2 separate regions of the Mus musculus genome follow, and region 1 is linked to region 2. The links are chromatin contacts, called in public promoter capture Hi-C maps. All regions are on one chromosome and are shown on one strand. Each heading gives the region's core, a stretch centred on a gene start, on an enhancer-like site or on the middle of the called end of the contact. The rest is flanking DNA. Distances are from core to core; before and after follow the strand shown.

Region 1 (6,662 bases), core at 4,157-6,656, 160 kb before region 2:
TTGTGATCTTTCCAAGTCCCTGACCATCCAGCCAATCCATTGGCTACAGCCCATGAGTCAGTGAATAATCGTACATCTGGCCACTTCTTCTTACAAACAAACTGTAATACCATGTGTACTGCCCGAAGTTCTGCCCACTGTGAAGATTTCCCTTCACCTGTGTCTTTCAAGGTTGTCCCAGAAAGGGGTTGTAATGCTGCAGCTGTCCACTTCTGGGTGGTACCTGCATAACGTGCAGAGCCATCAGTAAACCAGGCTCTAGTCTTCTCCTCTTCGGTCAGTTGATCATAGGGAACACCCCATGAGGCTATAGGTGCATGCTTGGCAGCAGATGGCATTGTAACAGGAGTAGAAACCATAGGCATTTGAGCAACTTCTTCATGTAACTTGCTTGTGCCTTCAGGACCTGCTCTGGCCCGATCACGTATATACCACTTCCATTTGATAATAGACTGCTGCTGTGCGCGTCCCACTTTATGACTTGCAGGGTCTGATAGTACCCAGCTCATGATGGGTAGTTCAGGTCGCATAGTAACTTGGTGTCCTATTGTCAAACGTTCAGTTTCCACTAAGGCCCAATAGCAGGCCAAGAGCTGTTTTTCAAAGGGAGAATAGTTGTCTGCAGATGATGGTAGAGCTTTGCTCCAAAATCCCAAAGGTCTTTTCTGTGATTCACCTACAGGGGCCTGCCAGAGGCTCCAAACAGCATCTCTATCAGCCACAGATACCTCAAGTACCATCGGGTCTGCTGGGTCATATGGTCCAAGTGGTAGAGCAGCCTGCACAGCAGCCTGGACCTGTTGAAGGGCCTTCTCCTGTTCCAGGCCCCACACAAAGCTAGCAGCTTTCCGAGTCACTTGGTAAATAGGCCTAAGTAACACACCCAAGTGAGGGATGTGTTGTCTCCAGAATCCAAATAGACCCACTAAACGTTGTGCTTCTTTCTTGGTTGTAGGAGGGGCCAGGTGCAATAACTTATCTTTCACCTTAGAAGGAATATCTCTGCATGCCCCACACCACTGGACTCCTAAGAATTTCACTGAGGTAGATGGTCCTTGAATTTTGGTTGGATTTATTTCCCATCCTCTGATACGCATATGTGTTACCAATGAGTCCAAAGTGGTTGCTACTTCCTGCTCACTTGGTCCAATCAGCATAATGTCATCAATATAGTGCACCAATGTGATATTTTGTGGAAGATCCAAACGATCAAGATCCCTTCTAACTAAATTATGACACAGGGCAGGAGAGTTAATATATCCTTGAGGCAAAACTGTGAAGGTATACTGTTGGCCTTGCCAACTGAAAGCAAATTGCTTCTGGTGGTCCTTATGGACAGGTACTGAGAAGAAGGCATTTGCCAGATCAATAGCCGCATACCAGGTGCCAGGAGATGTGTTAATTTGCTCAAGTAAGGAAACTACATCTGGTACAGCAGCTGCAATTGGAGTTACTACCTGATTTAGTTTTCGGTAATCAACTGTCATTCTCCATGATCCATCTGTTTTCTGCACTGGCCAGATAGGAGAGTTAAATGGAGATGTGGTGGGAACCACCACCCCTGCATCTTTCAAGTCCTTGATAGTGGCAGTAATTTCTGCAATTCCTCCAGGAATACGATACTGTTTTTGATTCACTATTTTCTTTGGCAGAGGCAACTCTAAAGGCTTCCATTTGGCCTTTCCAACCATAATAGCCCTCACTCTACAGTTCAGGGAACCAATATGAGAATTCTGCCAATTTCTGAGTATATCTATCCCAATTATACATTCTGGAACTGGGGAAATCACCACAGGATGTGTCCGGGGACCTACTGGACCTACTGTGAGTCGGACATCAGTCAAAACTCCATTAATTACCTGCCCTCCATAAGCCCCTACTTTAACTGGAGGGCCACAATGTTTCTTGGGATCCCCTGGGATCAGTGTCAACTCAGAACCAGTATCCAGCAGACCCCGAAAAGTCTGATTATTTCCTTTTCCCCAGTGTACAGTTACCCTTGTAAAAGGCCGTAGGTCCCTCTGGGGAAGAACTGGAGAAAGGGTAACAGCAAAACCTTTGAGTGTCTTATCAAGATCCTTCCTCAGAGGAACCTGGCCACCCCTTCATTCAAGGGGTTCCGGATCTGCAAACTGTCTCAAGTCTGGAAATTGATTCACTGGCCGAGATTGCTGTTTACCACGATCTAATGTAGCCTTTCTTTCATTTGTTTGAGAATTTTCCTGCTTATACAGATCAAACAAATATGCAGTAGGCTTCCTATGTATTTCATTCCTGGAAACACCATGATTGATTAGCCAGTACCAAAGGTCCAAGCGAGTCATGCCATTATAAATTTCACCTCTCCTGTGCTGACCATTACTGGGTATGTTATTATAAACATTCTTTTGTCTACGCTGTCCATTATAATAACTAGGATCACCTTGTCTCCGGCGATTCAATGCTGCCACCTGGCCCTTGTTACCTCGGGATCCAACTAAACCCAGTGAATTTAATTCATCTAATTGAGCAGAAGCATCTCCAATGCTAAGATCTGGCACAAGGAAAAGGGAAAGAACAAAACCCTTCAAATGTGCTGGTGCCCCTCTCACCAATTTGCGTCTTATAGAGCTGGTGAAAGGCATATCTTCTGGACCTTCCCATTGTGGACAATTATGCTTTACACAATATATCCACTCTAGCATTGCAATTTCCCTAAGTCTTAAAATCCCTTCATCAACACTAAGCCACGGAATATCAGGCATCTCCAAGTCATTTCCAGTAGGCCATCTTTTGATAAACACCTCAGCCAACCATTCAAACAAACTTTTGACACCTTTTTTAACTATGCGAGCTTCCGTATTAAACCTAGAATCTCTACTCAGAGGACCCATGTCAATAAACTCAGCCTGCTCTAGTTTTATGTTCCTTCCACCCTTATCCCACACCCTTAAAATCCATTCCCACACATATTCACCAGGTTTCTGCTTGAATGAATTAGCAAACTCATTAAGCTCCTTAGTAGTGTAGCGAATTTCCTCATGGACTATACTTTCTACCTCCCCTCTAGGAGCCTGTTTTGCTTTGAGTCTGGTTACAGGTCTAGAAGAAACTATTGGTGGGCCGTGAGCAGACTCTGCAAAATTAATTTCCTCATGTGGGGAAGGCATTATTTCAAGAGGTGGGGCTGAGGGTACTACTTCCTCAGGTGGGGCAAACCCTTGAGAATCTGAGGATTCAAAATTCTCAGCTTCAACATGGTCTTCCCACACATCCCCGTCCCATGTTGTAGGATCCCATTCTTTGCCAATTAGAGCCCTTACTTTAACTGTCGACACACTCTGAGGCTGAGACTTGAATTTTCTCTGTAGTTCAGCCAACCTTACAATGAGAGTTTCTGTTTGATTTTCTGCAACTTGAGCTCTATTGCTACAAGAGAGAAGATTCTCCTCAAGGACACACTTAGCAACTTTTAGATCGTTTACTTGTGTCTGGAGCCTTTCGATTTTATCACACAACTCCTTCCTTTCATTCATCATTTTTTCCACAGATACTAAGAGCAGCCAGCCAGTAAAATCATTTTTCGATTTTTTTCCCATCTTGTAGAAAGCTTTGTGCACTGAATCACCTAATTCATTAAGAAAATCAAGGGCATTAGCTTCTTTAAGTTCGGAATATAGTTTCAACCATGGGTCTTCAAAATTCTCTGAGCTCCCAGGAGGGAGAGAATCTGGAGAGGTTTCAATATTTGAAAGTGCTGGTGGATCAACAAGCCAATTCCAGTATTTTAAAAGATTCATCCTTGTACTTCTGTTACTCTAGAACCACTCCTGGTACCAACTTCTGTATTAGTCAGGGTTCTCTAGAGTCACAGAACTTATGGATAGTCTCTAGATAATAAAGGAATTTATTGATGACTTACAGTCGGCAGCTCAATTCCCAACAATCGTTCAGTCACAGCTGTGAATGGAAGTCCAAGGATCTAGCAGTTACTCAGTCTCACGCAGCAAGCAGGCGAAGGAGCAGGAGCAAGAGCTAGACTCCCTTCTTCCAATGTCCTTATATTGTCTCCAGCAAAAGGTGTAGCCCAGATTAAAGGTGTGTTCCACCACACCTTTAATCCCAGATGAAAGGCATAGCCCAGATTAAAGGTGTGTTCCTTAACTCGGAGATTCAATCTTCTGGAATCCATAGCCACTATGGCTCAAGATCTTCAAACCAAGATCCAGATAAGGATCTCCAAGCCTCCAGATAAGGGTCACTGGTGAGCCTTCCAATTCCGAATTGTAGTTCATTCCAAATATTGTCAAGTTGACAACCAGGAATAGCCACTACAAGCCTATACAACCTGACCTGATAACTTTGACCTAGGTGTATGGCCCAAGTGTACAGAGTCTGGCGTTTGATTCTTCTTGAGCTAGAAGAATGGCACCTCCTTAGACTCAGCTGTTAGGAGGAGGTTATGATGATTCTCCCATTTGATTCTATTCTGTTTTGGTTTATTTGAGTCAAGGTCTTGGTGGGTAGCCCAGGCTGGCCTAGAGCTAATTCCCTGGCTTGAGTCCTCTGAGTGCTGGAGTTACAACAAGTGCCACCACACTGAGGCAAGGGTCTAACTTTACAAATGATGGGGAAGACTCTGGTGCCTGGACTTGTGTTGCCTTAATGACTGCACACAGGTGTGATGTGTGCGTGCTGGGTGACTGACACAGGAGATAAAACAGACTGCTTTCTCCTTCTGGAAAGGTGCCCGGCCTGAAGGATTGCTTTACATGTGATTTTGTATATATGTAAAAACTGCAACTAGAATCTCAGAAACATGGCTCATAATAGCAAAGGGACACCAAATCCCCACGGTTGCTCATATCAGGAAGTTTACAGTGCGTCCTAGGAAATGGCTGCTAGTGGGCACAGTGGTGAGCGCACATAATTTGACATATGCCAGGTAGAGTATGGAGGATCAAGCACTCAGGATTATCCTTATCTATGAAGTGAGTTCAAGGTCAGTCTGAGTTATATAAGATCTTATCTGAGTCTCTTCCCCCTAGCCCCCCAAGTGGCTAGTCAAACGAAAAAACAATGGCTGGATTCATAGTGTCTCGCGAGATGTGCGTTAGGCTGTGCAGTTGCTGGGCACTAACAAGGCAGGAACTGATTTAACTCTGATCTGTAGTGGTCTGAGCACAAACTAGCCAAGGCTGGAAGAATGATTCCACAGAGCTTTCTCCCTTCTGCACATGGTGGGGGCGAGCCTGTGTGCGTGCATGTGTGTTTTACGTGTTTTAGTATAGCTTCCACTTTTTTTTTGGCAAAGATGGTTGCTTGAATTTCTGCTCTAAAATCTTGAGCAGAGATAGCAGGAAGAGGGCATAATCTCTTCCTTTTAAGAGCGTTTTGTGGTCAAGGGCCCATTGGTCAGAACCAGTCACATGCTGACTTATCTGCAAGGGTGGTTGAGAAATAAATCTTCCCCTAGATAGGCATGTGCCTGTCTGAGTGTCTATTAGTGTGGAGGGAATGGAGAATGTACGTTTAGGAGACACCCAGGGCCTCTGCTGGGGAGGAATGCTGACGCTTGCCCCTTACGGCTGTGGTTCTCAGACATGCTTGAAATTGACACATGTCTCTTGGGAGGCATGATGATTATTCAGTGATTGCCCCAGCATGTCATGCAGTGCTCTCTTTCTGCTGAACGTTGGTGCTCAGACATCTATGTTAGGAAAGTAACTGTGGAATGTACTGTCATTCTTAAGTTAAAAGCACGGTGCTTTCTTTACGCATTCTTTTGTGGGAAGGTTGGACTTATTTTAGCAAGTAGAAGTTTTAATAGAGAATTTCCATGTGCACAAACCCACATGTGTCAAAACGAGAAAAGGCTTTGCAAAGGCTGACCTCCAGGGATGAAGTAAAAATATTTCATTCTGGATGGGAATTGGATTCTGGCACTGCCAGTGGTCAGTAGTTAGAGCTGATTTCATGGCGCTGATTCTAGGAACGGGGCCAAAACATTCAAAACTCACTTGTAGACCCTACTCCCCTCACTGACCATATTAACACACATTATAGTTTGGCTCTGGGCTCTGTAATGATTCTGTTAAAATAGAGCAATATTTCTTGTTTTTCTACAAGGAGATGGGGCCAGAACGCTCTGCCTTTATTCTCTCTGGCTACTTCCTGTCTGGATTTTGTTTATTGCTCTCTGCCCAGACTGCTCTGTCAGAGGGAACTATTACATGACCAAGAAGGTTTGTTTGTATAAAAGTGCTTGAATATTTTGTTTTAGATGACAGGGTGATCTGTCCCTGATATTTGGATTCTCGTTGTAAAGCCTAGCACGTATCATATTTGATAGAATTTAAGTTGAGAGTTCTAGTTATGTGTGTGCATTTTACATATCTGTTTTCCCTCCAGTTTTTTTCATATTCCCATCACACATGGAAAATATGGTTTTGATATTTGAGACTTTTTGGGTCCTAGTCTTCTCTTAGGGGAAGACTTGGACTTGTTTTTTTGTGAGTATCTCAGAATAATCCAGCAGGCCTCCCTGTCTCCTGTTGGCTTCATCATATATATTGTGGCTCAAAACATCTTTGTTTTGTTTTGTTTAGCCACAAAATGTCTTATATTCTCTGGGGTCCCCGTTGCAATTCCACATTAAATAGGAGATCAGTAGTAAATAGCTA
Region 2 (6,769 bases), core at 4,239-6,738:
AAATAGACACCCCAGATACGTTTGGAAGAACGTGCCTCCACGCCGCTGCTGCAGGAGGGTGAGTACTTCTGAGTGGCAGTGATTTCATGACTTGATGAGTTCATATGTCTTAATTGACATGAATTGCCTGTGAACTGAAGGCAATTTCCTTGGTAAATGGGGTCACAATCGCTTCTACCAAATATCAAGTGTCACTAGCTCCATTTCCGCATCACTCAGATTTTGTGCTTCCAAAGAAAAACAAACAGTCCATCCTGTGTAGCTCATAGGCCTTGTGTCCTTATCTCCCCCAACACACCCCAAGCTGGAGACATCAGACTACACAACATGGATAGCTCCTTGGCATATTTTCTACCAAAAGACAGGAATTTGAACTTTGTTCTCAACTTTTCCCTTCTTTGTTGCCAACTAATAGGTGGTGATTAAGAGTATGTATAAAGGATTGAATCCATTTATGCTCCGTTTATAGATATTTAGTAATAGAAATGAGCTTTGAAATTATAGAATGATTAAATGTGAACAAAGGTCAAGGAAATCCTAAAGATAAAATAATAAAATATAAGTAAAATAAAATAAGATAAAAGTGATTTAATCCTTGCATTTTTCTCTTGTAGTAATGAGCTTTGTTTCATCAGCTTTTTTCTTTTGCATATAAATGGTTAGATCAAAGCTCTGATCAATCTATTGTTGATACATGATCACATATTGACCAGACATAGTGTCTCTTAGATGACCTTGTATTGGGAAGGTATAGGTTTTTAAATCAATTTCCTAGTACTTAAGGGATTCTCCATTTATCATGTGTGTTACCAAAGACATTACCTATTTATCAGAGGCAAATGAACCATGAATCGGTAAAGCCCTTATTTCCCTGGGTCCCTTCTGGAGTCATAAACTAAATCTTATATGGAGTTACAGTATTCTGCTGAAGTGAGCACACGTTAACTGTATTTTTAAAAAGAAGCCACTTCCCCCAGCCCCAGTCCTCAAACCAAATGAGACTCATGAACCACACAGGTTGAATTCCCCTGTATCTTTGCTCCTTTTCCATCCACCATTCAGTAAGAGATAGGTGCTGCGTATTAGCCAATGTGCTGTACCAATTCATATGAGCCTTTTAAAATTCATGTATTTTTGTGGCTCTTATAAGCTCGCTCTCTGAGAAAAGCAGCTATGAAGGGTAAATGTAGAAAGGCGAGAGCCCTGCTCAGGCTTATCACTAATAGGATCATTTTTCTTATTTAAATTATAATAAAACAATACGTTCTGGGCCACTTTTTAGCGTTTCAGGTTTAGAATGGTGATTGATGGCTCTGCCTAATATGAGACCTGCCCAGAAAGTGGCCACACATCATGCTGGGTTTATATTTGAAATGTCTATTACAATGAATATTAGCTACATGCCCTTCAACAGGGAAATTTACTTCAGTGGGTCCTTCTTCTCTGTTGTGAGTGATTTATGGCTTTTGTGAATGGCAAAGCTTCTTTGAATGATCACTGTGCTCTGATCTGCTACATTTTTTTTTTTTTAGTGTTGGTCCAGGACACTTTTTTTACCTGGGTTACAAAGACAGGGAAACGCAGCTGTCTCTTTCCCATTAAGGAGTATGGAGTTGAAATGGTTATTGTGGGGATTTACTATGCTGTGATAAACGGTAGTGCTCAGCCACTTTGCCTCATTGTTTAAAGGTGACACGGAGTTATTAGAGGCTGAAGTGGTTTCATAAACTCCTGATGGTTTTGAAAAAGAATTTTAGGATAAATGATGAGGCTATCACCAGAGGGCTTAATCATGTCGTAATCATTACATTCCTTAGTCAGTGGGTTGAAAATGTTCCATGAAGCCCTTGCCTTTATTGATTTATTAGTTTTGGGAAAGGATATATAGATCTTTACAATGCAGCATTCCTGGAATTTGTCCAGGCTATTTCTTATTAGCAGAATTTTGGTTCTGAGGCTCTCGTTTCATCTCATCCCACAGTCGGAGGGAAGCAGCTCTGAAGGTATCTTAGTAATTAACCCTGGCCATACTAATTATGTTTTCCCTGTCTTTCTAGCAATGTAGAATGCATAAAGCTCTTGCAGAGCAGCGGAGCAGATTTTCACAAAAAGGACAAATGTGGGAGGTATGTACGCAGGGCTGACCTGCCTCCAGGATCTAAAAGAGAATATGGAATAGTCCATTGAGAAGTCCTCTTCTCATCATTGAGATGTCACCATGGGACAACTGGGGTGACTCCATCCCCAGAAGGCATCCTTCCTTGTAGGGAAACATCAACAAAGCTGACAGGAAACACAAGTTGGGGTCTCTCTCAGCTGCCTTTTTTTTTTTTTTAAATTGCCTACCTGGATATGTTTTAGAAAAACAGCAGAGTAAACAAGCTGAGAGCACCAAATTTGAAATATGGACTGGAGAGATAGCTCAGCAGTGAAGAGTGTATGCTGCTCTTGCAGAGGACTGGAGTTCAGTTTCTAGCACCCAAGTCTGGTAGCTCACAACTGCCTATATAACTCCAGCTCCAGAAGTCTAGTGATGCCTTCTGAGACTTTCCCAACTCCCCAAACACATAGAGACAGACACAGAGACATACAGACAAACAGAGACGTTTACACAGACAGACATACAGACACACAAATAAAATTAAAAATTTGAAATATGGTCAAAAGAGCTATAGAATGTCTTTTCTGTATTGGGCATTTCATCTTGAGATAAATTTATAGTCATTTGCAATATGAAATAAACACAAACCAGCACTGGAACATAGAACTTTTCTTACCTTCATAACCCCTTGTGCAGTCAAACTATTATGATGCCAGCTCGTTCGTGGACGGACACACAAACACATACACACACACACATGCACACATGCATAGACACACACACACAGATACACATAGACACACATGCACATACAGACACACATGCACACACACAGACACACATGCACACACACACAGACACACATGCACACAGACACACACACAGATACACACATACAGACACACATGCACACACACACAGACACACATGCACACAGATACACACACAGACACACACACACAGACACACATGCACACACACAGACACACACACACACACACACACACACATGCACACACACACACAGTCATGTACCAAGTAGCGACATTTAACTCAATATTTAATACTTGACCACATACACCATAGTGGTTCCATATATCTTAAATGTGTATTAGACTATATCACCTAGTTTTTATTCATACAATGACAAAACCACCTAATTCTGCACTTCCTAAAACACATCCTGCTTGTCATACATGACTGTATAGATGCATACACATGACTGTATGTAGGTGTGTATATACACATACTCTCCCTCTAGCAATTCCTTCTAAGCCTTTACCACTTGCCCCTCGCTCTTTGATATTGACCAGCTGCAGATAAAATGGAACTGTCTCATAATTCTAATGGGACTGTCCCTCTCTGTGTCCCTTATCACTCTGAATACTCTATAACCACTCCTTACTAGTGGGGTTTTTCCTCATCTGACTGTACAGTCTCCTGAAAACAAAAACTGTCATTTTCTCTTTTCCATTCCCTTCCCTCCCCCACCTCTTCTCCTCTCTTTTTCTCTTGTCTCTCCCCACCTCGTGTGTGTGTGTGTGTGTGTGTGTGTGTGTGTGTGTGTGCGCGTGCATGTGTGTGTGTGTGTTGCTTTGAATCAAAGCCACAGTATTGCACATGCTAAGCAAGCCCTCTACTATTGAGTTACATCCATAGACCTTGCATTTAGTTTTGAGCCGGGCCTTGTTCTGTAATCTAAACTGGCCTTGAACTCGCAATTCTTCTGCTTCAGCCTCCCCAATGTGAGGGTCATAGGCAAGTGTCCCTGCATCTAGCTTCCTCTTTGTCCTTAAGCTGCTAATGCCTAGCCATTTTTCAGTCCCATTCATTAAAAGCAATCCAATAGGTAAAATATTATAGCTTTATAATTGTAATTCTTCCTTTTGGACGGAAGAGAGAAATCAACCAGTAAAAGAGCCCTGGGTTGTCTATAAAATGAAGAAAATACTTGAAAACTAATAAAAAATTTCCTGAGCTAAATATACTTTATTTTTAGTGTTTTATTTGGTTATTATTCCCGAGATATTGGCTAATCACACCAGAAAAAAGACTGTCAATAATTGAAACTAAAAATAAGTAAATGGCCGGGCGTGGTGGCACACGCCTTTAATCCCAGCACTCGGGAGGCAGAGGCAGGTGGATTTCTGAGTTCAAGGTCAGCCTGGTCTACAAAGTGAGTTCCAGGACAGCCAGGGCTACACAGAGAAATCCTGTCTCGGGGGAAAAAAAAAAAAGTCAATGTTTCCTATATATCTCATGCAAAGAACTAGCTTCTTGAACAGGAAGGGTGGATGCAGCTTGGTGGGTAGGAAGGGAGAAGTGTCCACGGGTGAAGGTGAGGTGTGAACATGATCCAGTACCCTCGTCATCCAGTTTGTGTTCATTAGTGAGTTCATAATGTGCATGGGTATGAGAGACGCTCTGTAGAAGAAAGTGAGACAGCTCAGGAAAGCCTTCACTTCCAAGCTGAGAAATCCAGCCTTTGTCAATGGTGGAAAGACTCATGGTTTTAAAACAGGATTGTCATAGGTGGGGATTGGTCCTTTGAAAACTCAACCAGAAATTAGAAGAAGCTTTATAAGAGTTAAGAATGGTCTGTAAAAAAAATCATTAGCATACTCCAATTAATGCAAAATGATGGATTTCACTGTGACAGTTTCATACATGCACATAGAACATACTTTATATTTATACACTCCATTGCTCTCTCTTACCCTCCTACCTCTTACAAACCCCACCCCTATCTTTTCCCTAGTAGTATCTAAGAATGGTCTCAATGAAGATGATCTGGACGGTTCTTCATGGGGCAATCTTGCCATGAACAAGAAATGGCTTAGCTCTAACCCAGGGTTGGCACTAGGAATAGAAAGAAAAGACAGTGCCACTTAGGCTGGCCTTGCCAGAAGCCACATGTCTTTGCGGACTCAGCTTTGCTTCCCTCAGCCTCCACACACTGAGAGTGGAAACAAGACTACTACAGTCAGTGCTTCTGTTAGTGATGAGTCTATTTGCTAGACTAAGTAAAGTAAAATAGTAATAACGATAATAACTGTCACTATTTGTTTTTTTTTTTAGAACCCCATTGCACTATGCAGCTGCAAATTGCCATTTCCACTGTATTAAAGCATTAGTGACCACCGGAGCCAACGTTAATGAAACAGACGACTGGGGACGGACAGCTCTGCACTACGCTGCTGCATCAGACATGGATAGAAAGTAAAAATCACCTTGTTTGTGCTTCATCTTGGGTAGAGCTGGGCGGGGGCAGTTATGCTTTTTTCATACTGCCTCCTAGAAACTGCACACAAGGAATCTCTCATTCAGAGTGGAGGATCACCCCTACCCCAGGCTTCCCAGTTCTCCGTTTGATTATTACTCACCATTGCGTAATCTCCTTCTTCTCTGCTCTTGGGTTCAATGCCAAGTAGAGCTGCCAAGCCCAGGCTTTCCAGTTCTTTGGAAATCTGTTGGAATTTATTTGTCATACACAGTAGTTCCCACCATTATCACATAAATGTTTCATCTGCTAATATATATGTCCTGTGTTAAAAAATACCCACCAATGAATAACTCCAAGTGAATGCAGCCTTGGTGATGAGATTAGGCACTGTTCTTCCTAACCTGGGCACGAACGCTCATTCAGCAGCTGCAGAAGAGGAATGTCTTATTCTGAATATGTGTGGACTGTAGGTGTCTAGGCTCGGAAAGTCTACAACACTGAACCCTCCTGTAAGGAAGAGGGGTGCGTGGTCCCACAGCTTGTGTAGTTCTTAAATTCATAGGAAGATTCTGATGAGTTTGCATGACAACTGTTGAATTCTTTGCTGTCCCCAGTGGTGCATTTGATTCTGGGTAAGGGGTAATGGCAACTTTTCTAGAACAATGACATCTAAACATTCAAGTTTAACATATAAATAGTTAAGCTATACCACCAGCCCTTTCAAATATTTAAGATGGTGAACCAAATAAAAAATAATCTTATGTCATGATTTAATGCACATGTTCACATACATGTTTATACATGAGAAATAAAAAAGATCTCACAAACCATATTTACATTTATTGTAGTGATACTTTATATCTTCCTATTTTGATAACTTCAACGTAATTGATTTCACTTAGTAATAGATTGTGATCCAGTGTTTAAGAAATATTTATGAAGAACCAGGAGAGGTGGCACATATGTGCAATCTTGGCATTTTGCAAGTGGGAGGAAGGGGATCAGGAATTCAAGTTCATCTTCTGATAGTTTGAGGATAGCCTGGGCTACGTGAAATTCTGTCTTAAAGAACAAACAACAAATATATATACATACATGTATACACACACACACGGCTGGGGAGGTAGCTCAGCAAACATAAGGTCTGATTTTGATATCCAGAACTCACATACCACCCAGGCATCTAAGCTGAAGATATGTCTTAAGAGAGCTTGCTGCTCTTTCAGAGGACCCACGTTCAGTTGGCTCACGATCACATATAACTACAGCTCTAAGGGATCTCTCTCTCTCTCTCTCTCTCTCTCTCTCTCTCTCTCTCTCTCTCTCAGGATGGCATCTCACACGTGTGTCATTCACCCACACAGACACACATATACATGTAAATAAAAATAATAAAAGAATAAACCTTAAAAAACAATCCATGCACTATGACAGCTTGCTGACCA

Evidence for each region. Capture Hi-C pulls out chosen DNA fragments and counts their contacts.
Region 1: a contact with region 2 is called in a promoter capture Hi-C map of adipose tissue. The contact joins two enhancer-like sites. A contact is called at or near these places in 1 of 15 datasets of contacts at CTCF or cohesin (the NIH/3T3 cell line) and 3 of 9 other capture datasets (adipose tissue, liver and pancreatic islet).

The regions. Positions count from the first base shown.
Region 1 is chr1:54,887,470-54,894,131 of GRCm38.p6, reverse strand. All of the region lies in intron 1 of Ankrd44 (ankyrin repeat domain 44), which reads left to right. Among named protein-coding and RNA genes, the nearest start is that of Ankrd44, 36 kb to the left of the region's middle. Within about 2 kb of position 5,406, at least 68 of the 459 cell types and tissues checked have an H3K27ac peak or open chromatin away from gene starts, as enhancers often do. A contact at or near this core is called in adipose tissue, where this site is marked.
Region 2 is chr1:54,728,285-54,735,053 of GRCm38.p6, reverse strand. It overlaps Ankrd44 (ankyrin repeat domain 44), which reads left to right. Exons shown (of 28, transcript NM_001081433.3): 12 at 1-58; 13 at 2,058-2,126; 14 at 5,180-5,320. It overlaps 4930444A19Rik (a long non-coding RNA gene), which reads right to left. Exons shown (of 4, transcript XR_003948660.1): 2 at 5,665-5,750; 3 at 5,485-5,568. Among named protein-coding and RNA genes, the nearest start is that of 4930444A19Rik, 50 kb to the right of the region's middle. Within about 2 kb of position 5,488, at least 17 of the 459 cell types and tissues checked have an H3K27ac peak or open chromatin away from gene starts, as enhancers often do. A contact at or near this core is called in adipose tissue, where this site is marked.